2 separate regions of the Mus musculus genome follow, and region 1 is linked to region 2. The links are chromatin contacts, called in public Hi-C maps. All regions are on one chromosome and are shown on one strand. Each heading gives the region's core, a stretch centred on a gene start, on an enhancer-like site or on the middle of the called end of the contact. The rest is flanking DNA. Distances are from core to core; before and after follow the strand shown.

Region 1 (5,821 bases), core at 1,438-3,937, 79 kb before region 2:
CCTCCATGTGTGCCACAGACAGTGGGGAAGTGTGGCACTCCAGATGGGGTTGCCCTCAGGGGCTCTAGGGCCAACAAAGGGAGGCAGAAGACCCTCGGGGACTGTGGGGGCTGTTAGGTAGTGTGACCCCTAGTACTGCATAAGTGGGGCATAATGTTGGGCACCTGAACCCTTGCTGTTGGAGAAAAATTAAGTTGGCTTCAAAGTACTTACAATAAACTCAAGTCACCAATGATGTGTTGCTGTCACTTTGAAGGGGAAAAAAAAATCAAAGCACTTAGCTTTGGAGTCATTAAATAGATGGAGCCCAGACTGGAATATACCTAACTCTCTCTGTGCCTTCTGTCATATCTGTCTGTTGAATATATGGCCGTCTTGTGAATCTGTACCTGTCCCCGGGTCTCTCTGTGTGTGAATCTGTCTGTATGTCTGTCCCTCACAAAGGGCTTCCCTCTGTCTTTACTGGACAGCACAGAATCATCTCGTGGGGGAGGGGAGGAGGAATGGGATATTTCACTGAAATCTTTAGCAAAGTTTTACAAGGGATTGAGTCACTGGGTCCAACGGATCTCAACTGACCCACATAGCAAGTATCATTGTCTGTTAACTGTGGTGGTTTGAGTAGGTATGGGCCCCATAGATTCATGTGTTTGAACGCTTGGCCCATAGGGTGTGGCAGTATAAGGAGGTGTGGCCTTGTTGAAGAAAGTATGTCACTGTGGAGGCCGGCTTTGAGGTCTCATATAAAAGCTCAGGCTATGCCCAGTGTGGAATGACAGTCTCCTTTTGGCTGCCTTCGGATCAAGATGCAGAGCTCTCAGCTCTTCCAGCACCATGTATGCCTGCATGTTTCCCGCTGCCATGCTTCCTGCCATGATGATAATGGACTAAACCTCTGAAACTGTAAGCCAGCCCCTATTAAATGCTTGCCTTTATAAGAGTTGCCTTGGTCGTGGTGTCTCTTCACAGCAATAAAACCCTAAGACATTGACTGATATCCAAGCATTCTGTTCAACATTTATAGTGGACATTCATCTCACCTCTATTTCTGCTGCTTTCAGCAAATGCTTATTAGAACTTGAGCGCATTACTCTGCTTCAGGGCATGAAAGAGCATATAACTTAAGAACACAGCTTTGTGTTGGCTTGGGTTGTAAAAAACGGATTACATGGGAAATCCTAGGCGAGTAAGGTTGGTTGCTATATTGTTCCCTTAAAGGAAGTTTAAACAAAAAGGCTGAGCCCACAGTAGGATAGAAGTCTTAAGTCTTAAGCGACCTCAAATATTAACTCGAATGTGGGGTTCTGCAAAAGTTCTATCCTCTTAGAAGGTAAGAGATATTTTTATTATATATTTATTATAATATAGCTGGTACAGGAAAACACTGAGAAGCTGAGGCACAGGGGTCAAGGTTCAAGATCACCAGGTTACAAAGCAAGTCCAAGGCTTTCCTCTAAGACACAGAAGGAGAAAGCAATCAAAGTCACTCATGCTCATTTCTGATTTTTTTTCCCGTATCTATCTTGAATTTTTTTGAGGGCAGATGCTAAGGCCATCCATCCCTGGGGCTTATTTTCAGAGCACCTGTGGCTATTCAATTTGGATTCTAAATTTTAAATTTGAAGTTAACATTTGCCTCCTGAGGGGGAGGAAGGGAGAGAAGGGGGAGGGGGAGGGAGGAGGAGGAGGGGAAGAGGCAGGGGAGAGGGAGGGGATGGGAGGGGGGAGGGGAAAACCCTTTCAGCTCAAGTTGTGGATCCTGAACATGGAGGACATTAAAGCCATCACGTGGCAGCAGCAAAGGGTTAGCTCATTGGGTAAAGCCCTGGTCCTAAAACATGAGGAGTTAAAGTTTCCAGAACCCATGTGGCAGGAGGTGGTAATCCCAGTGCTCCTATGTGGAGATGGGAGGGGAGGGAGGAGAGCCAGTTAGCCTGGCAGGGATCCTGTTTGAACCATAGTGGAAGGAGAGGCCTGACCCCTTAAAGTGGAAGAAGAGGCCCGCCCCCCCAGTCATCCTCTGACCTTACACACATGCTGTGACACGCCCACACTCACACCCGTGAACAGACATACTTGGATTTTTTCTTTATAAGTCGGTGTGTGGCTCTTCGTGCTTTTTGGGTGGTCCATGGTCTCTTGAAAATTTGCTAGAAGCTGTGTGCAACCTTTCTTCAGAAAAGCAGATCCAATTCTGGGTATGCAAGCTGTGGTTTTGTATGTGCCAGGCCAATGCTGGGGTGCAGCTAAGAGCACTCGCTGCTCTTCCAGAGGACCTGAGCTCAGTCCCCAGCACCCACATCGAGCCGGCTCACAGTCACCTGCAACTCTGGCTCTAGGGGCTCCCAAGCCCTCTTCTGGCTTCTGAGTTTACTTCACATATGCGCACAAGTCCACGTATACTGCACATAACTGGAAACAGAAATAAAATCTCTGAATGAGTGGTGATGGGGAGGGTACCAGGAGTAATCCAAGCACAACACCGTGACCGTGACCTGAGCATAGATCAGGCATGTCTGTGCTCCTGTCCCAGCAGAGGGACCTTGGGCAAGTTTCTTTCCTTCTGTCTCTGAGCCTGAGTCCTGATCTGTAAAGTACAAATGAAAACTAGCATCTACCTCACAGCCCACTGAAAATGAAAGTAAAGTATCCAGGAAGAGTGGGTAGCACAAGGCCCCAGAAGATTTATTTTACACTCGCAAATATTTATTTATTGGGTAATACTGTATGCTGACGGCATTTAAGTGCTGAAGGAGTGTCAGACATCAGCTGTATTTATCCAGGAAGTGAGGACTCAAGCAAGGTAAAGAGGCTTCTGGGTGGCTGCTTGCCCAGGGGACAGAGATAGGGAGAGCCAGTGTGGAGCAGGAGGATGGGGGTGGGGAGGAGAGGGCAGTGCTTGCTGTTTGTAGCCATGACACCTCTCTTAGGGACTGTCTGTCTATGGTGGCATGTGAGCCACAGAACATCCTTAAGCCAAATCTAAAGTCCAAAATGTTCTGAACTTGGAAGCTTTTCTGGCACACGTGTGATGCCACACAGGGTCATTTCCACACCAGACCACGGGATGGATCAGCACCCCGGTGCCCCTCAGCTCCTCAGGCCCATCTGTCCATTTCAGTATCCAGTTTGCCAGGCGAGTAGTTTGATTTCTTGGCAGTTACCCTTCTGATTTATTTGTATATTCTAGGTTGTAGGTGGCAACGTTGTTTTTCTCCGCCTGTCTTGTGGGCTGCCTCTCACTCAGCTGTTTCTTTGCTGGATGGAAACTTTGTAGTCTTACAATGCCCACTCATTGGCTCTTGTCTCTTTCCTGTCTGAGTCTTTTGCAGAAAGACCCTGGCTGCGTCTGTATATCTTGAAGTGGTTTCTGTGGTTTTTTCCCCCCCTCTCTGACAGTTTTAGAGTTCTAGGTCTGAAGCTGAGGTCTTTGATCCACTCGGAACTGCCAGCAATTGCATGAAAATGTTCAACACCACTAGCCATCAGGGAAATGCAAATTAAGAACACATTGAGATTCCTTCTAGCCCCAGCCAGACTGGCTGTCATCAGAAAAACAAAAGAGAGCAAATGTTGGAGAGGAAACAGAGAGAAGGAAACCCATAGATTCTGCTGACAAATGTGAATGACTGACTGCAGACACCATGCAAACCAGTACAAAGGTTTCTCAAAAGGCTGAGAACAGAACTACTCCGAGACCCAGCTATACCACTCCTGTGTACTTGCTCAAAGGACTCCAAATTATTAGCCCTGAGATACCTATGAATTGGTGATGGGCAGCTTCCAAGTTCAGGACATTTTGGACTTTAGATTTGGCTTAAGGATGTTCTGTAGCAACTTGATTCTACTTAAAATCATATGGGAGAAGTCTACACTGGGTAGCCTGTTGGCATGTCCACGGGGAGTGTCTTCACCGATGTAGGAAGACCCCACCCACTATGGGCAGCACCATTCCTTAGGCAGGGGAACCTGGATTGCCTACCAGAGGAGGAATGGAACCTGGTACAAGAAAGGGAGCGTGCAAGAATTCTCTCTCCTCTCCTCTTGACCACAGATGTGATGTGTCCAGCTGTTTGGTGCTACGATCATTGTGATAACCCTACTATGACAGACTACAAGCTGGAACTGTAACCTGAAAATGAGCTCCCTTCTCCCCTAAGGTGCATCTCCCCTCCCCCCAGGGCATTTTATCCAGCAACAGGATTCCATTGATGTTTATTATAGTACTGGTGGCAGTAGCTGAGTTGTGGAATCAGCCTGCATGTCATCAACAGAGGCCAGATAAAGAAAATATGGCAATGCACATAATAAAAGTGAAATGGTGTCGTTTGCAGAAAGCAAGGCAGCTGGAGATGATCATATTTAGCAATTTAAATCAAACTCAGAAAGACAGATATTGGTTTTTTTCCCCTTCATTTGTGAATTCCACATTTTATACAGACACATAAACTCGTGTGTGTGTGTGTGTGTGTGTGTGTGTGTGTGTGCACGCGCGTGTGCATGTACGTGTGTGTGTGTGTGAGACATGAGACAGGGATGTAAAGAGGAAAGCCTTAGCCTTTGAGAAGAGCGAGGACCAAGGAGTGTGTGGGGGGGTGGGGTCAAAATGCATTAGATAATTATATGAAAACATGTATGAAATGCAGTGTTGTATACACACACACACACACACACACACATATACAGAAATGTTGCATGTAGTTTCAAAACATTACTGCCTCCTTCGCGCCTGCCCCCCCTCCCCCCCCCCCCCCCCCCGCCAAGAATGGCTGTGCTGCTAGTCCCTCTCAGCTTTCCTTCATTCCCACCTTTAGCTCCAGGAGGTGACCACTCCACCAGCCCACTCCCAAGACCTGTGAATTCATGGATAAAAGACACACACACACACAACTTGTCACTTTATAACTTGGCTTCTAGGCACAATTGCTAGGTACAGATATCCCCCACCTGGGAAAGTCTGCCCTTACCAATCTATTTCCTCTATCTCACCACCTGCCCTAAACTTAGTGGCTAGTCCCACCTAGCCCCTGCCAAACATCCATGGCCACCCACACGTATGTAGTGGAGGCCGCAGGCCCAAGCTCTCCCTGAGACTGTACATGCTGTGTTCTTCCTCCAAAGCATGGCAGAAAAGCTCTTCCTCTCCTTCTCTGAGGCTCCTTTTCCCCCAATGGGACCTGGAAGTCCCACCTATACCTCGGCCCAGCAATTGGCTCCTGGCCTTTTTTTTATTGACAAACCTACAACCAATTAGGGAATAGGACTTTAACATCAGAACCTCCCCTTACACACAGGAGGCATGGTGAGCACCTGGCAGGCAATGGGAACATGGTGTCTGTGGAGGTGGATTTGGGGTTTAGACTGGGCTCTTAACCCCAAGATATTTACCAAGTGCTCTGAAATGAAGTCCTCCACATTTCTGATCTTCAGTATGTCCCTGTGTGCAATTCCAGTGTCATTGGAATCAGCGCAGGGCTGGCCTCAAAGGGTAACGAAGGACACGGTCCCTTTTCTGCTTCTACAACAGGGAAGAGTGCTACTCTCTTCCCTTCCAATGGTCAGCAGAACTCACAGCACCATCCATGGCTTCCTGGCTTTTCTTTGGTGGTGACATCATCCCTTGGCATATTCTAGGACCACACAGAAATTCTAGATCTGTGTTTCTCAACCTGTGGGTCACAACTCCTTTTTCTTTGGGGATTTAAATGACTCTCTCACAGTGGTCACCTAAGACCGTCGGAAAACACAGATACCTACATCACAATTCATAACAGCAGCAAGATGACAGTCATGAAGTAGCAATGAAATAATCTCGCAGTTG
Region 2 (5,805 bases), core at 694-3,193:
GTTGGTCTGGGTCCATCTGCTCACCACCCACACATGACCTTTGTCTGTTTCCATTTGCTGGCCTTGGTCTTGGCAGTCGTAAAGTGGGGTCAGGATGCCCCGGTTCATGGAGCTGTTGAAAGGAGTCAATGAGCCTTGTGGGTTGGACATGCAGCTGACCACAGGCTGTGTTTGCCCCTCTTAGGATTATTTGTGTACATTGCTTGTTTTTTTATTATCATTATTTTTATTTTTTATTTTTTGGCTGTTTAGAACAGAAGGTCTAAAAGAGTGGTCATGAGTCATCTGTAGCTACAAATTGAAATGTCCTTCTTGCAAAGAAGAAGCCAGCTCTGGGAGGTAGTGATTCTCACGGATCTCAGTGGCAACTGGTTTGCATCAATACCCCCATTAAGTCAAATTATACATGAGGCAGATGACAGTTGAGGAGAGCCATGGAGTCTTTCATTTAAACAGAAAAATATTTTATTTTGTTAATTGTATCTCATCATACCTGCCCTCCTCCCTCCAGCTCCTCCTCCTTCATCTCTTCCTCCCTTCAGCTCCTCCCTCCAGCTACTCCTCCCCCAGCTACTCCTCCTTCCTCCAGCTACTCCTCCCCCTCTAGCTACTCCCATGTTTGTTTCTTCCCAAGTTCATGGTCTTGCCTAAAATGGCTATTGCTATGTGTATATAGTTGTGAATTTATATGTATAAGTGCACATGTTCATATACTTACTCTCACGTGTACATATATGCAGGGATTAAATCTATGTGGGTGCTTATCCTTTAGTGGACTGGTTTTCATTTAGGGGTGGGACCATGTGAAATGTCTCTTTTCCCCGTTGGTAGGTCACCTGGTATTATCGCTGTGCTGGTCTTGTTCCGGCAACCTCATTGCTAAGAGTTCACAGGTGTAGTGTCCCTGTCGTATGTTGATCCTCTGGTCTTATAATCTTTCTGCTCCCACTTCCAAGATCTTCCTGAGTCACAGGTACAGGGGTTGCGTTGGAGGCGTGCCAGTCGTGGTGTGTGAGAATGTTTTCCTTGTGTGAGAGGCGGCACAGGAGTTGGATCCCATCCCATGGGCTCCTCTAGGACTCCAGTTAGGTGCTCACGGAACTCTCCAGTAATTGCTTATATTCTCTTTTAGCGATAAATTCACTAGATTCTGTCAGTGGAAGAACGTGGAGTTGAATATTCACGTGAGTACCATACTTTTCTGCACCACCCCCCACCCACACTTTTAAATAAAGACTTCCTCTGCCCTAATGTCGTGAGAAAGTGCTTTGTTCTGGAACGTTCTCCCCAAGGGTATGCGGCACCGCACAGATGTGCTTCTTATAAGTCCGTGGACTAAAAGGCCGGGCTCCCATGCTCAGTGATAAGCAGTTGCGACCTTAACTTTCTTTCCTCGTGTTTGTGTGAGAATGAGCTTATGTGCGTAAGAAAGTCTATTTTAGGTTGCAATTGATTGACCCTTTACCAAAAATAACACCGGCGATGTAAGCCTTCCTTTCACTATCACGACTGCGCAGCCTGGGCTCTTGCCAAATCATACTGTGGAGTTCCTTTCACCTGTCTTACTGCAGGGTATAATAAAATGAGCAGGAAAGTTGTCTAGAATAAGGTTGCAGGGTTGTTTGGTTTTGTTTTTCTTACTTTGGAATAAGGTGGAAGTGGGGGGTTGGGTATTCAGATCAATGAGAGAACACTGGGCTAGCCAGTGCAGAAGTCAGTCTCTCATTCACACACACACACACACCACAGAGAGAGAGACAGAGAGACAGAGAGAGACACAGAGAAACACACAGAGAGACAGAGACACAGAGAGAAAGAGAGAGACACACAGAGAGAGAGAGAGAGACAGAGAGAGAGAGAACAACAACAAACCCAGGGATATGGAGCAGAGTGACCCTTGACCACAGGCCGCCCCACTGGGTGGTTCCTAGGTATCTCGCCATCCTCTAAGCTGAAATGTCAGTCACTCTAGGAAAGGACCGCTCCGCGGGTCGCGTTTGGGTGCACAGTTCTGTCTGCACCCTCCCCTCCCCTCCCATGGATCTTCTGGAGATACACAGTTTGGATCAGATAAAAGAATCAGTTGTGTTTTCGTTTTTAAAGAAAGATTTGCACTTAAAGCAGAGTTGTGGGGAAAGGGCTTTCCAAACCTTCCCCTAGCATCCAGAGTTGTGGGAAAAGGGCTTTTCCAAACCTTTCCCTTGCATCCTGTGTTTCGGATGATTTAAAAGACAGGGGTTGTAACACATGCACATGCACACATACACACACACACATAGTCATACACATGCACACACATACGTACACACAGTCATATACATGTACTCACATACATACATATACATATACACAGTCACACACATCCACTCACATACACACAGACACACAATCATACACACATATATACACAGGCTTATACACACACACACACAGAGACATACACACATACTCACATACATACATATATATACACAGTCATACATATGTACCACATATACATACATACGTACGTACAGTCATATAGAGGAATATACATACATATACAGTCACACATATGTACCACATACACACACACATACATACATAGTCACACAGAGGCATATACATACATACACAGACACACAAGGATACACACATATGCACACACAGGCTTACACACACACACACACACACACACACACACACACACACACACACCTTTCCTGACCCCTGGGCTCTGTCGGTGGAGGGAATGTCTGTGTGAATGAAGTCTCTTTCTGTGGCCCTTTTTTTTATGTTCCTGTGAGGAGTCCCGATTCTCATGGCCTGCCTCTCAGCATTTCCAGTCAGGGGGTTTGTTCTGAAACAGCTGCCCTCCACATGGACTCTTGCCTTCCCACCAGGACAGTGTGAAGAAGTCTCTGTCCCTGAACTGTAGGCTTCCTGGTGCCTGAGATCACTTCTCATATTGTCTAGTAGTTCTACACTTGTGCTGCCCGGACGCCACAGCTTGCATAACCTAAGGTTTTCAGAGTAGAGGGACAGTCCCCTCCCCCACCTTCCTCTCCCCCTCACCTGTCTCCATGTTGGACCTGGTATGTCTCAGGGTGGCGGCTAAGGCAGAAGGTTGTCCCTGGTTACAGCATCTTGCAGTCTCATCTCTCAGCTTAAGGTCCTGGGAGTGGAAGGTGACACTGGACTATCTCTGTCCTTACCCCGACTTCATGTGATTTTATGTCTTTGTTTTGTCTTGTGCTTCCACAGCTGAGCATGAACGACTTCAGTGTGCACAGGATCATCGGCCGAGGAGGGTTTGGGGAAGTTTATGGCTGCAGGAAAGCAGACACCGGTAAAATGTGAGCCTCTGTCTTGTCTCACGGGACTGTTAAGAGGGCCTCAGTTCCACAGAAAGAAATAGATGTTTGGATTTGGTCAGGAAGCCTGGCCCTTCACTTCTTAGAGCCACTGGGGAAGCTAACAGGATCCACACATGGAGTGCACACAGCAGGGAGCCTGTCCTGGAATTGGTACCTGCTGCCCTTTGGGCTGAGCCATGGTGTCTTCCCTTGTGTAGGAATCCTGCTGAGCGTGTGCCCAGGGCCTGACTATACTGATTGCTCGCTCTTCAGTGGACGGTTCTATGAAAACAACCATCCTGGCAGAGGATGGAGACTGGAGCAGCTAGGTCCCGCATCAGAGATACATTGTTTCCCATGTTCTCAGGGCTCCACGCTGTGGTTAAACTCCTTGCTGCGTCTCAGACTGTTTTTCTATAGGCCACATGACAGAGTCACACCTAGCCCTGGTTGGCCTGATACTTCCTGTGTAGACCAGGCTGACCTCAGACTCAGAGATATGCACCTACCTCTGCTCACTGTGTTTCAGTTAACAGCCATGCATTTCTGAGTTCTGGACTCTGATACCACCCCCCCCCACACACACACACACACATACACCCGCTGGGCAGTTCCAAGCAAATGTGACAGTCACAGGAAATTTTCTGTCCTTAAAACTCTTGTAACAAGTTAAGAATCCTCTCTCAGCGTCTCACTGTTCTACTGAAAACATTTCTTGCGGTTCTCTGTCTGTGAATTATGGAAAAAGCCAAATGACGGGTCAGTTCCCCTTGTGATCTTATCACGGGTTCTTGCAAATTTTAAGTTGTCCCTTGGGCCCCTTAGTTAGACAGGAGCAGACGTGAGAAATCTTCTTGTCACCTGATAGAGTATAGGCCATGTGTAAGTACAGAAGAATCCAGTTAGGGTCTTTACGCCGAAGAGTCCAAAGAGCTAAATCCGATCCAGGCATTCTTCTCCCCTGCTCGGTAGCACCAGAGTGCATGTTAAGTATTTATTATTTTTGCTTCTGCCCCATTTATCTAATGCATCTCTATCCACACGGTGCAAGAAGTCCCTGTAGTACTGTTTGATTGTTTTCTCCCACAGTGGAGAGTCCTCGGAGGCCACTCGGGCACCATCTTGCTTCCTCTGAGTGCCATCTTGCTTCTCCTCGCTGTGGTAGAAATAGCCTGGAGGTTGGTGTAGCCTGGTGTGGGTTCCTAGCCTAGACTCTACTCTCGTCTTTATGCCCCCAGGTATGCCATGAAGTGCTTAGACAAGAAAAGGGTGAAGATGAAGCAGGGGGAGACTCTGGCTTTGAACGAGAGGATCATGCTGTCTCTCGTTAGCACTGGGGTGAGTAAGTCCCATGGCTTCTGATGTCTTGTCAGTTGCTATTGTCTGTCCCGCTCGATCACAAAGTTGGTTGACCCAGAAAGGGTTGGGTGTGACACAGGACGGGCTTGTGCTGGTTGGGTGGGGTGTGAAGCCTCTCTCTGAGCTGGAGGGGAGGCCTTCAGAACCAGCACCTCCTCCCGGAGCTGTTCCCTTCTCCTGGTTTTCTTCTTAGCAGAGCATGGTGCCCATAGGGCAGACAATTATGGTGATAAGAACACTGCAATGCGATTTTAAAATGTCCTGCATGAAGGAAAGCAAGCCAAAGGAGGAACGGGAGCCCTGTCCACTATAAGCCAGGCAGAGGGCGGGGCTTTGACTCCAACTTATTCGTCTGGTAGTGGTGTCAGGCATCCAAGCCTCAGCTTCAGACCTGGAGATATGGCTTGGAGAATGAACATTTGAGGAGCAAGCAGGAGGCCTTGGGTTCGATCCCAGTATCACCACCACCACCACCAGCAGCAGCAACACTACCACCACCACCATCATCACCACCACCACCACCACCACCACCCAGTGGCCTTTCTATGTTTGTACAGAGCTACCAAACAAGACAGCTCTTGTTGAAATCTGTGCAGGTGTGTGGGCACCACGCAGCTGTCAGCCAGCACTCAGAGCAGACCAGAGGCTTAGGATGGAGTTGTGCCATAGGCAGAGTATACTGTACACTGGTGGCTGGCAGGTTAATGCTCCCTGTAATAAGTGGAGGGTCTCTGACTGTCACTGTGCAGGCTGTAGGTGGATAATTTCTGACGGTCACCTCCTGTGGGGTCCTTCTGACTGACACAGCTGGATTCCATGCACAGTCCTCCTGCCTAAAGGATTTGAAGGCATCAAACCTTAATGGCTAAGAGCCCGTTTCAGTGGTCAAGAAGGCTGCAGAGACCACAGAACAGACCCACCCCTTCTGGTTTTTGGCCACACTGACCCAAGCTCACCTTTAGGATCATTCCTTTGGAGACAAAGTGTTTTTTGTTTTTGTTTTTGTTTTCTGGGTTTGTGTGTGTGTGTGTGTGTGTGTGTGTTTGTTTGTGTGACCTGTTTTTATTGAATTGCAGTTGACAATGACTCTAGCACTTCTTTTTGGAGCTTC

The links. Hi-C and Micro-C count contacts between places; a contact is called where the count stands out from the background.
Region 1: a contact with region 2 is called in a Hi-C map of liver, with 2.0 times the contacts expected there. The contact joins two enhancer-like sites. A contact is called at or near these places in 13 of 484 Hi-C or Micro-C datasets (the MNK3 cell line, the N1E-115 cell line, bone marrow-derived macrophages and 9 more) and 5 of 115 datasets of contacts at active chromatin or transcription factors (SST interneurons, astrocytes, double positive thymocytes and 2 more).

Annotation. Positions count from the first base shown.
Region 1 is chr5:113,032,842-113,038,662 of GRCm38.p6, reverse strand. No RefSeq gene overlaps it. Among named protein-coding and RNA genes, the nearest start is that of Gm22740, 8.4 kb to the left of the region's middle. Within about 2 kb of position 2,687, at least 86 of the 459 cell types and tissues checked have an H3K27ac peak or open chromatin away from gene starts, as enhancers often do. A contact at or near this core is called in the N1E-115 cell line and liver, where this site is marked.
Region 2 is chr5:112,952,694-112,958,498 of GRCm38.p6, reverse strand. Grk3 (G protein-coupled receptor kinase 3) reads left to right here. Exons shown (of 21, transcript NM_177078.4): 7 at 1,133-1,184; 8 at 3,244-3,335; 9 at 4,574-4,673. Among named protein-coding and RNA genes, the nearest start is that of Myo18b, 59 kb to the right of the region's middle. Within about 2 kb of position 1,943, at least 8 of the 459 cell types and tissues checked have an H3K27ac peak or open chromatin away from gene starts, as enhancers often do. A contact at or near this core is called in the N1E-115 cell line and liver, where this site is marked.